2 separate regions of the Zea mays genome follow, and region 1 is linked to region 2. The links are chromatin contacts, called in public Hi-C maps. All regions are on one chromosome and are shown on one strand. The core of a region is the stretch at or near the end of the contact, and the rest is flanking DNA. Distances in the headings are between cores, read along the strand shown. Region 1 holds the start of LOC100216791. Region 2 holds the start of LOC103651082.

Evidence for each region. A called contact is a pair of places that touch in the nucleus more often than the background predicts.
Region 1: a contact with region 2 is called in a Hi-C map of leaf, with 5 times the contacts expected there. The contact joins the promoter of LOC100216791 here to the promoter of LOC103651082 in region 2. A contact is called at or near these places in 11 of 25 Hi-C or Micro-C datasets (bundle sheath, ear, endosperm and 3 more).

Annotation. Positions count from the first base shown.
Region 1 is chr3:191,467,014-191,471,868 of Zm-B73-REFERENCE-NAM-5.0, reverse strand. LOC100216791 reads right to left here and starts at 3,151. Exons shown (of 3, transcript NM_001143190.1): 1 at 2,572-3,151; 2 at 1,583-2,010; 3 at 206-1,078. The coding sequence starts at 1,975. The coding sequence ends at 506. It overlaps LOC100281037, which reads right to left. Exons shown (of 5, transcript NM_001366159.1): 5 at 3,830-4,298.
Region 2 is chr3:191,313,270-191,317,956 of Zm-B73-REFERENCE-NAM-5.0, reverse strand. LOC103651082 reads right to left here and starts at 2,585. Exons shown (of 1, transcript NM_001374612.1): 1 at 1,399-2,585. The coding sequence starts at 2,305. The coding sequence ends at 1,655.

The DNA.
Region 1 (4,855 bases), core at 1,902-4,401, 150 kb before region 2:
TGCCTCTTGATAACTTCTTCAACTTCACCGCAATGAGCGACTCTTTTTTTACAAATACTGACATGTTGTTCCATGCGTGTTTTCCATAGTTCCAAACAAATCTCCTAATAAATCAACCTATGTCGTGATACAACATAACAAAAGCACAGAAGACTGAATCAGCCCCTACAATGTAGGTGTGCAAATAATACAACACAAGCACTTTGCCAAGCAATTTTCCAAAACATGATCTCTGAAGTTTCAGACAGGCGAAACAAACATGGTAACGAAGAGAACAATAGCAACAATCTTTGATACAATCAAATTAGAGCATGTTTAGATTTCCTTCTCTAAACTTTAGAGGTAAAGCTCAGTTAGATCTAAACTTTGGTCAACCTTAGATTAGAGCTTTAGAGTTCAAAAGTGAGCTAAAATGCTCTAAAATTTTTGAAGCTCTAAAGTTTGGAGGGGATCCGAACAGCCCTTGGCAAGGAAACTTTCAGGTGAGCTTCCGCATAGCAAATTGTCAAGAAGCCAGTTGGTTTTGGTTCCAAAAGGTGAACATCCCCTTGTACCTTGCAGGGGAAAACTGGCGCGACAGCAAGGCAAATGGCTTCTCTTTGCCGCAGCTGGTAGTACATTTGATTGGTTCCAGTGTCTTCAGTACAGGAACCATCTCTTGCGGTGTGACATTTTCAGCTACCACCAATGGAGATATCTTGGCAGATTCAGGAACAGTTCTGCTGTTGATGCCACCACCACTGTATGCGTCACAATATTGAGAACCACTGGTAATAGCTCTGCTGCTGCTGGCACTACTGCGGTAAGAATGCTTCTTGTCTCTTTTGCTGCCACCTCCATTGCTACTACTGTGCCTAGAATGCTTCTTGTCCTTTTTCCTTCTAGTGGTACTGCTGCTCTTGGAGGTCTTGTATTTGTAGTTACCCTTAGTTGAACTCGTATGGTGCCCTTTCACCGTGTGCGAGTCAGAAGTAATAGGAGGGTCGTATACATCAGGGGCCCAAGAAACGCTCAACTTTGTCGTGATTCCCTTCTTCACACGTGTTCCTTTCATTGCAGAAACTAAACTTGGAGTGCCCTACATGGAGATAAATTCATATTCAAGTTGACAAAATAGAATTGGTTCATGCATTGTTTTACATAATCAGCAAATAAAATATGGAAGTAACCACCCCATGAGATGCTACACTCATTGCTCACTCAAATAAATAAGGACCAATAAGGCTGCTAGCTATAGTGAACTAAGAAACCATAATTGCAATTAATTAGGAACAATACCAAAACCCATCGGCTCCCAAAAACATTAAGCTTCACAAAAATAGGATCACATGATCAATTGGTTCAAAGAGATAATCAGCCAAACATGAGGATAAATAAATGGAATCAAATTTCAAGTGTGCTTCAGTTATCAAAGGTGCTAAAACACAAGAAGACAACTATACATAATCATGTGATTGAAAATTGAGTTGCATAGCTACTAGTAACTAGATATCAGAATAATATAAGTGTGGAGCAAATATCTGACAACATATATATGCAAAGAATGAAAGAAAATCAACTTTAAGGTAAATTAGAAACATACATTAATTGAACAATTCCGAGCAAATGAATTGGTAATTGATGATTCCATTGCATCGTCACTAGGAAAGGTAGGTGATGCGGAGTCAATGTCCACAAAATCACCAGTTGAATCTGATTCCAGAGGAAGAATTGGTTCATCGCCGACACCGTCGTCAAAATCTTCATACAGACTTGACCATTTGTCATCATCATATGCATGCATCACTTCAGTAAGAGCCAATCCAATTTCATCGACCGCCAAATCATCTTGCCCATGAGATATTACAGCCTTGACATAATCATCTTCCCAGCAAGCACGGTCATGCTTACAACCAGGATTTAAACAGGTGCTTTGGCAGAGACCTGATCTGCTACTAACACCTTCAGCACTGAAGTCCACCGAGGGTTCGTCCATCCACAGGCTTGATCCCAAATTACAAAGAGAAATTTCTGTTGAAAAGAAGAATGTGCATAAGCAATAAACAATTTGTATGCAAATACAAGGGCTGCATAAGGGTTCTCGCACAATTACTGGATAGAATTATGAAAACTATAATGGAGAAATAGATGATGTCACAACCATATGCATTAACATATTTTGCTGAAATTTGAGCCTTCAAGCATATTTGTTTTTCAACCTAGGAGCACAGCTACCAGAAGATGATGAGATCCATAAAAAGGTATCGTCTTAGCCATGTTTTTTTTGGTGTGACTATTTTTAAAATGCTTGGAATCTCTACACCCTTGGATCACCTAAAACAGCAAGTAGTGGGATGTTGATCAGAGGGACAATCATGGACACAGAAAAATAGGCTGGTTTCAGACAACTATTTCTTATTTTGTTTGATGAAAGATCTAGGAAATTGCATATACCAATTTACGTACTGACAGGATCACACAGAAATGTCACCTATACAATGATCTAAACATCAGAATTCGGAACCAGTTCCCACGATTCACGATTGTAACCTAATAAATGGTTCCATGGCAACAGCAGAGTGATTTTGATACCTCTTATCTTGTAGGTGATAATGACCACCTTGTTTCCTTCCGATCTGCAGGTCGAATCCAGACACCAAGCTTCGACAAGGAGAGAAGCCGCAAAACCAAAGTAAGCCTCGGATCGAGCACAACCAGACCAAAACCGAAATGCGAAGGTGAGGACCGAGCCGAGGAGCGTGCGCGACGGAGGGAACGCAAAGGTTAATGACAATTACTACTACTAAAATTACTACTACTAAAACGATGCTTGAGACGATGGGAACAGGGGAAGGAGGAGTCCCCGGAGGCGATGGCAGCGGCGGCTCGAAGGGTAGCGAATGCGGCGAGCACCGCAGGCATCGTATCCTCGCCGGGCGCCCGCAACGCTTTATGCCTCGAGATCCAACTCGGCTGATCCCGGCGACTGGAAAATAGCGGCGAAGGGGAGGCGACGGCGATAGAATCCGGCTACCACGCTCCGCGCATGGACCGGATCACGGCCACGGCTTCGCTTGGCTCAATTTGGGTCAGAGGAGACGATGACAGAGGCGAGGAACGGGGGAACCGAATCAGGGCGAGGCCGCGGCGAGGACAACGCAAGCGAGGTGTGGATTGGCTGTTGGTGCGGCGAGAGGCCGCTTTGGGATGTGTCTTTATAATAGTCCCTCCGTCCCAAAATAGATTTTAGCTTTTTTATTTATATTTAAATGGATAACGATGGACCTAAAACTACAACAAATTTTAATTTGGGACTGAGTTATTGGCTTCTTTCTAGAAAAGTTATTGGCGTCTGAATGACAGGTGGAACCACTCCGCGTGGCTCTCGGCGACAAGATAGACGTTCCGGTCAAAGGCGACCGCGGCTGGCGGGAGGATGGCTTTGCCACGTCGGACTTGGGAGAGAGGGGCGCCGGGTGGGTGTGGTTCTCCGAGTCCTGGACTCCTGTGGTTGGTCGTCCAAACAATGTACTGGTGCTGAGCTGCAATGCAACCAGCATGGGCACCCTTGTTCTTTTCTTCAAAAAAAAAGATCGTTTCCCCGTCCTGATCCGTAACAGCATTGGCGCACAATTTGAGTTTGAAGAACCCTTCTCTTTCTCTTTCTTCGTCGTGAAGCTTTTGAGAAAGCAAGAATACCAAGAAAAGACGCTGAGGTGCACAGATCTATTTTGCCGATTCTGTAATTATGCTTAACACCAGACTTTTCGACGTTTTGCACAGATTCGATGACGCATGAAAGGTACGTGCTCACGTATAATAAGCCGAAGGGCATATCAAGCGAGAACATGGGTAAGTTTCTTTTGATTTCAAGGAACGAAAATAGATTAGTGTCTTTATAAGAATGATGATGATGACGACGATGATGATATACACGATACCTAGTTGTGTACAAGCTAGAAGCTACTAGTAGTGGTTTTCAAAGTCAAATCTGGTAAGCTTCAGCACTGGGCTCTAGCCCACAGCTTCGTGGAGGATAAACAATTCCACGATAGGAATAGTCGGCGCCTTTCTGCTGCGGAATTATCTGGTCGGTGGACGGTGTACAACATCCGTGGAGTCGTGGACACTTTCAGCAATATATGGAAACACCCGAGGTGCTTCCTCATAATAGCACCTTCGTGCCTGGAAAAATGGCAAAGAATTGCACAGCCGAGGTGCCTCCTGGTCCTATATCATAATATAGCACCTTTCGTGACTTCATGTGCGCGCATGGACAGAGAGACCAAGGATGAAGCCGGTTCGCTGCGCTGTCCAATCTGTGAGACAGATGTATTAGCGCTTGGTGCAAAGCAGGTGTTGCTGTGTTGGCATATATATTGATGCATTATGCATAGCAAAAGCTATACCTGAAAAACCCAAAACAACTTGCAATAGGAATGGAGGGAGTCCACATCAGCATATACTATAGACAATGAGGGCAATATTTTGTGGCGTAGATAATCAGTTATAGACATAGGGCATATGTCTAGTTGGGACACTGGCCTAGGGCACTCGACCAGGCAGATCCGGCCGCCAGGGCAGGTGCTGGAAATCGACGGCCTGGGAGCTGCCTGGGCTAGGCACCTTTTGTCAGGGGTCAAAACCAAACATGCCCATAATAATATCTAGGATTCTAGGTGTACAACAGAAGTTATGTACCTAAAAAGCTAAAACGACTTACAATTTTAAAGGGACGGAGTAGGGGAATATATATATTCTGACAATGTGGTGATGTAAATAATCAACTAAATATGTAGGCAAGCATACATACAAAAAAAAGGTAAAAATACAAGTCACTTTCAGGCACAATTACTCTTATTGTGAAAGCAAAATG
Region 2 (4,687 bases), core at 1,336-3,835:
TTTTGGATCATCTCGCAACAGAGTAAAGATTAAAAGGTATAACAACATTCCACATCATAATTCTTTTTACAGAGTGCAGAAGGCCATGAAGTGCGGCACTTGCATAAGACTGACAAGATTAATTCATGAACACGATATGTGAGTGAAAACCAGATAAACATGACAGGTATTGTTACGAAAACAAGACAGCTAAGGGCTTATTTGGTTATTCCTATATCATGCGGATTAGATGAGATTAAAAAATATATATATGAAAGATTTTGATTTGTTTAGGATTTAAACTCACTCAATTTCATTCAATCCATAAGGATTGAGAACAAAACGACAAGCCCTAAGGTCTTGTTCGTTTGTGTTGGATTGCACCCGGAATCGTTCCAGCTAATCAAAGTTTATATAAATTAGAGAAGCAATCCGGTTAGAAATCGTTCCGACCCACCATTCCGGCACAAACGAACAAGACCTAAGTAGGATTAGGTTGGAGAAAAACAACTATAAGGACTAATTTGGTGACCAAGGAATTAGGGATATCTCAATGCTATTCAAAATTAAATAGCAAAAGAATTCCTCCACATGGATCCCTACGATTCCCCGATCACCAAACTAGCCCTAAATGTGCGTGGTATTATAGTTTATAAAAAAAGAAGTCTTCTACAAAGGTCCGCTAGACCGCTACTCTGTTTATGACACTAGAGCCGCTAAACTAAAAAAGAATAAATTTTAGCCCGAGGAAAATATGGTTGAAAAGCATGCAAGCCTGGAAAAGAACACGGAAAACCTTTCAAAACTTCAAAAAGTAGGTAGTCTCACTGAAAGCACCCAGAACATAACACAAGTATAAGGGAATTTAATAACATATATAATATATGTCTCATGCTAAGCATATAGATAAAATATGGTAGTCTTAGATTGTTTATCATGAATTCATAGAAAGTAGGTTTGAACTTGTAATAACCAAGTAAAGGTTTCCTTTGAGGGAAGGCATATTAACATAGCAGAAACCAATCTTGATGGTTCAATTTACATTGAAACTATGTAAAATTCATTGGAGTACCAGTTTAAGAGTAGCTGGATAACACAAATTCTACCACGCTCACAATAGGAGTGTCGAGAAGCTGAAAGAACAATCTCAACTAGAATACTTCACCTCAACAACGATGAGAGCGTTGGCTGTCATTCTGTCAACCTACCATAAAGGAGCTAAAACTTCACCCCAATATCATTGAATCAACAGCAAAAAACATGTCATATAAGACAGGTAAGTAGCAACTAAACCTGTACCACAATATGGATAAAAATGAAGGACCCAAAAGACAGCCAAAGGAGCAAGCAGCTACTGACTAAGATATTGTCTATGTTGCTACTGTATCAATTATCCAGGATCCCATGAAAATTAGAGAATGAACAAGTAAACAGCATGTATTTCTGTCCAAATTCGCCACTGGTTCATAATACAAGGAGTATATTATTGTCTATATAAGCTATCTGTGATAATAACTGGTTCTGTGTTCCGTTTATTTCGTCTCCCTATACTTATACTTATTATTACTGAGGATTTTTTTTCCTAGCAGTAGCTACTTACGAGGATCGAGGTAGGAACAAGAGTGCGCTAGTACTATTGCACTAACAAGTAACCATCCGATCCTTGTTCCCCCCTTCACTTCTTGATCCGGCGCACCTTCTTGGCGCCCCAGACCTCCATGCGGCCCTTGGGGCAGCCGCAGGGGGCGCGGAAGATGAGGACGGTACGGCCGTTGGGCGGCGCCATCTTGCGCAGCTCGGCCTCCAGCTCCCGCTGGTCGTCGCCTAGGTCGACGGGGCGCGCCCCCGCCGCGGCCAGCAGCGCCGATCGCGCCGCGGGGCCGGGGCGGCCGCGCACGCACTCCTCGGTCTCCAGCTGGATGTCGAACTCGACGGCCTTCTTGAGGCCCCTGCACCTGGGCTTGCCGCACTTGCGCGCGTGGTGGCCCAGCAGCTCCCAGGCGACGACGGCCGCGGCGACGGCGACGGCGGCCCCGAAGAAGGCGGCGGCCGGGAGGCAGGACGCGGCGGGGTGGAGCAGCGCGCCCATCTCGAGGAGCAGCAGCTTGAGGTAGGGGATCAGGAGGAAGCCGAGCGCGGTGACGACGGCGAGGAGCATGACCGCGTCGACCACGGCCATCGGGGCGCTGTCGCAGAAGGAGCCGCCTGCGGCGGAGGAGGCCCCGGCCCGCCTGGATCGGGAGCACGCGGAGGCGGAGATGTCGGCCGCCCTGCGGTGGTGCTCGAACGCGCGGAGGAACTCGATGAGGCTGCGGCACTCCGCCATCGTGGCGTGGGGGGAAGCTCCGCCTCCGCGGCCGGGGCGATGGGGGAAGGAAGCAGGGAGGGATGTGCGGTGGGGACGCCGGGATCTGTGGGGAGCTGGTGGGAGGGATTTTGCCGATCCGATCGGTGGGGCTGGGGAATGCGAATGAGCACCGCGCCGTGCCGTGCCGTGCCTGCGTTTGGTTTGGCTGGGGGGACGTGGTAGTACTGGCTTGGCTCGGTCGGCGCGTCGTTCCGTGGCGTACGTCGCGTGGGGCTGCGCCGAGGCAGGTCAGGCAGAGGCCGGCCGGCGTGACGCGATGTCAAAGCCGTGGAGGGAAAGGAGCACGTCCTAGACGGGCCCCACCGCGGCTGCGGGTGAGGAGGTCACGTCCGATGACGTGTGTGATAGGCAGCGACGCGGCTGGAACTGGAAGGCAGAGGCAGCCGCCTGATGGGCCAGAGACAGCCCAGATGACGCAACGCGTACCGTAGCCAGCCGGCAGCCGCAGCTTTCCCTCTGAACGGATAGACGGACGGCCACACCGCCGAGATGTCAACGCGTCCGGACTCGGGACGCGTCACGGCTTCCGTAGCGGTGCCGCTGCTGATCGCTCGAGTCGGGTCCGGTTTTTTTTTTCTTTTGTTGCCTACGTTCCCTGCACCAGGTTTTCCTGTCCTCCGCACCGGTTCTACAGAAGAAGAAAAAACGCGTGGCAGGCTCGCAGCGCACGTCGGGCTGGGCATGAGTAATTGGAGCCACCAAGGCCAAGAGTGGCTGAGCGACTTTCGGCGCTATCGTGGTGACGCGTCGTCCTGTCCTGATGTGGTACCCCTTTTCGATTCCTTGGATGAATCCTTTCCGTGCCGCCTTTGCGCGTTCTGGCAAGCAAATTAGCCGGCCACTAGACGGTACGATACGATGCTAACTTTGGGTGTTGTCGATGGTGGCACGCCACGGTCATGTGCCTCCCCGCCCCCATCGATCGAAAATGGGAAGTGGATGATACCAAACCCTCCTTTCCTTGTCTCTTTTGTTTCCATTGAAACTGGAAGGCCACAGTTGGTCAAAATGATGGCGTCACACACATATAGCTCTCGATGTCAGTAAAATCAGCGGCCGCGTGAACAAGGGTCACCCACCCACCCCCCGTGGGAAGCATTCGTCAAGCAAATCGGGCACCACGACCCGATGACCGCGTGCCATCACACGCGGCGAAAAACTTCCCGCGGTTTCACATGGGGCCGGGCTGGCCTCTGATTCAGTGACCAACTGAACTTAAGTACTGTATACACTGCATCCTCGATCGTGCTCTTTTTTTTTGGGTACGCTAAAAACAAAAGGAACCACTCATGATTTCATAAACATACAGTAGTATACTCCTCTGGTTGTCACCTGCAGGGGATGTCACAGTCTGGCTGGAGTAGTATTTGGCATGCTGCATGCATTTGGACCCCTCTGGTTGTCACCTGGGGATGTCACGGTCGCAGGCGAGTAATCATCCATCCGGAAACCAACAATCTTCCGTGGATGGGGTTGGAACCTTGGGGAGACGTGGTCGTGACAGGTCCAGGGAATTCAAAGCTTCTTTCTTGACTTCGCTGGCTTTGAGATTTCATTTTTTTTCTTTCTCCTGGACCTGGTGTTGTGCACAGGGAAGGAGATTTGGTCCAGTCCAGACACGGCCATGACCAAACCAATTCGCCGTGGGCGTCCGGACGTGCCTGCACGGGTCGATCTGAGGAGAAATCTGGGACTCGGCACTCCCGAGTGACGATCGTAGCGGTCAATGGGTGTGGGGAAATTTGACTGGACTGAATTGAATTCGTCCAGTGCAGCCAGATGCCATCCCAAGTCTTGGCGCTGAGATGATGGGGACGAAAGGAGCCTGTCGCTTGACGTCAAGGCTAAAGAAGCCCCAGTTCTATTTTTTTTCTGAAACAAAACTTGCTTTTAAAGAACCTGAAAACACCCCACCGCAGCATATCCCGGTAGCTATGTTTGTAGGCTCGTGGTTCGCCATTCTGCTGAACCCCATGCTAATATGCTATATGGAGATAAACGAGCCCCTACACTTTTTTCTAAAAAAAAGAAGAAGAGTCTTTAGAGGAGCGTGGATAAAAAAAAGACCGAGTGGCTGTTTTTTTGTGCTTGCAGGGTGACTGACCTAGGCGTGGTGGAAAACCCAGATGATGGCTGGGTTTTTCTCTAACGCGCCTATCAAATCACCGAAAATGGTGGCTCACAATCACAAGATCTTTGGATTTCTTCACAGATGGAAGAAGATGGCTTATTGGCTTGGAAGGCGGAGGCTTGCTGGATCGGTGACTATCGAGAGACCCTGCGCTCCTGATGTACTGTGCCTTCTTTTGTTCAAAAACGGCGACGCAAGATGATAACAAG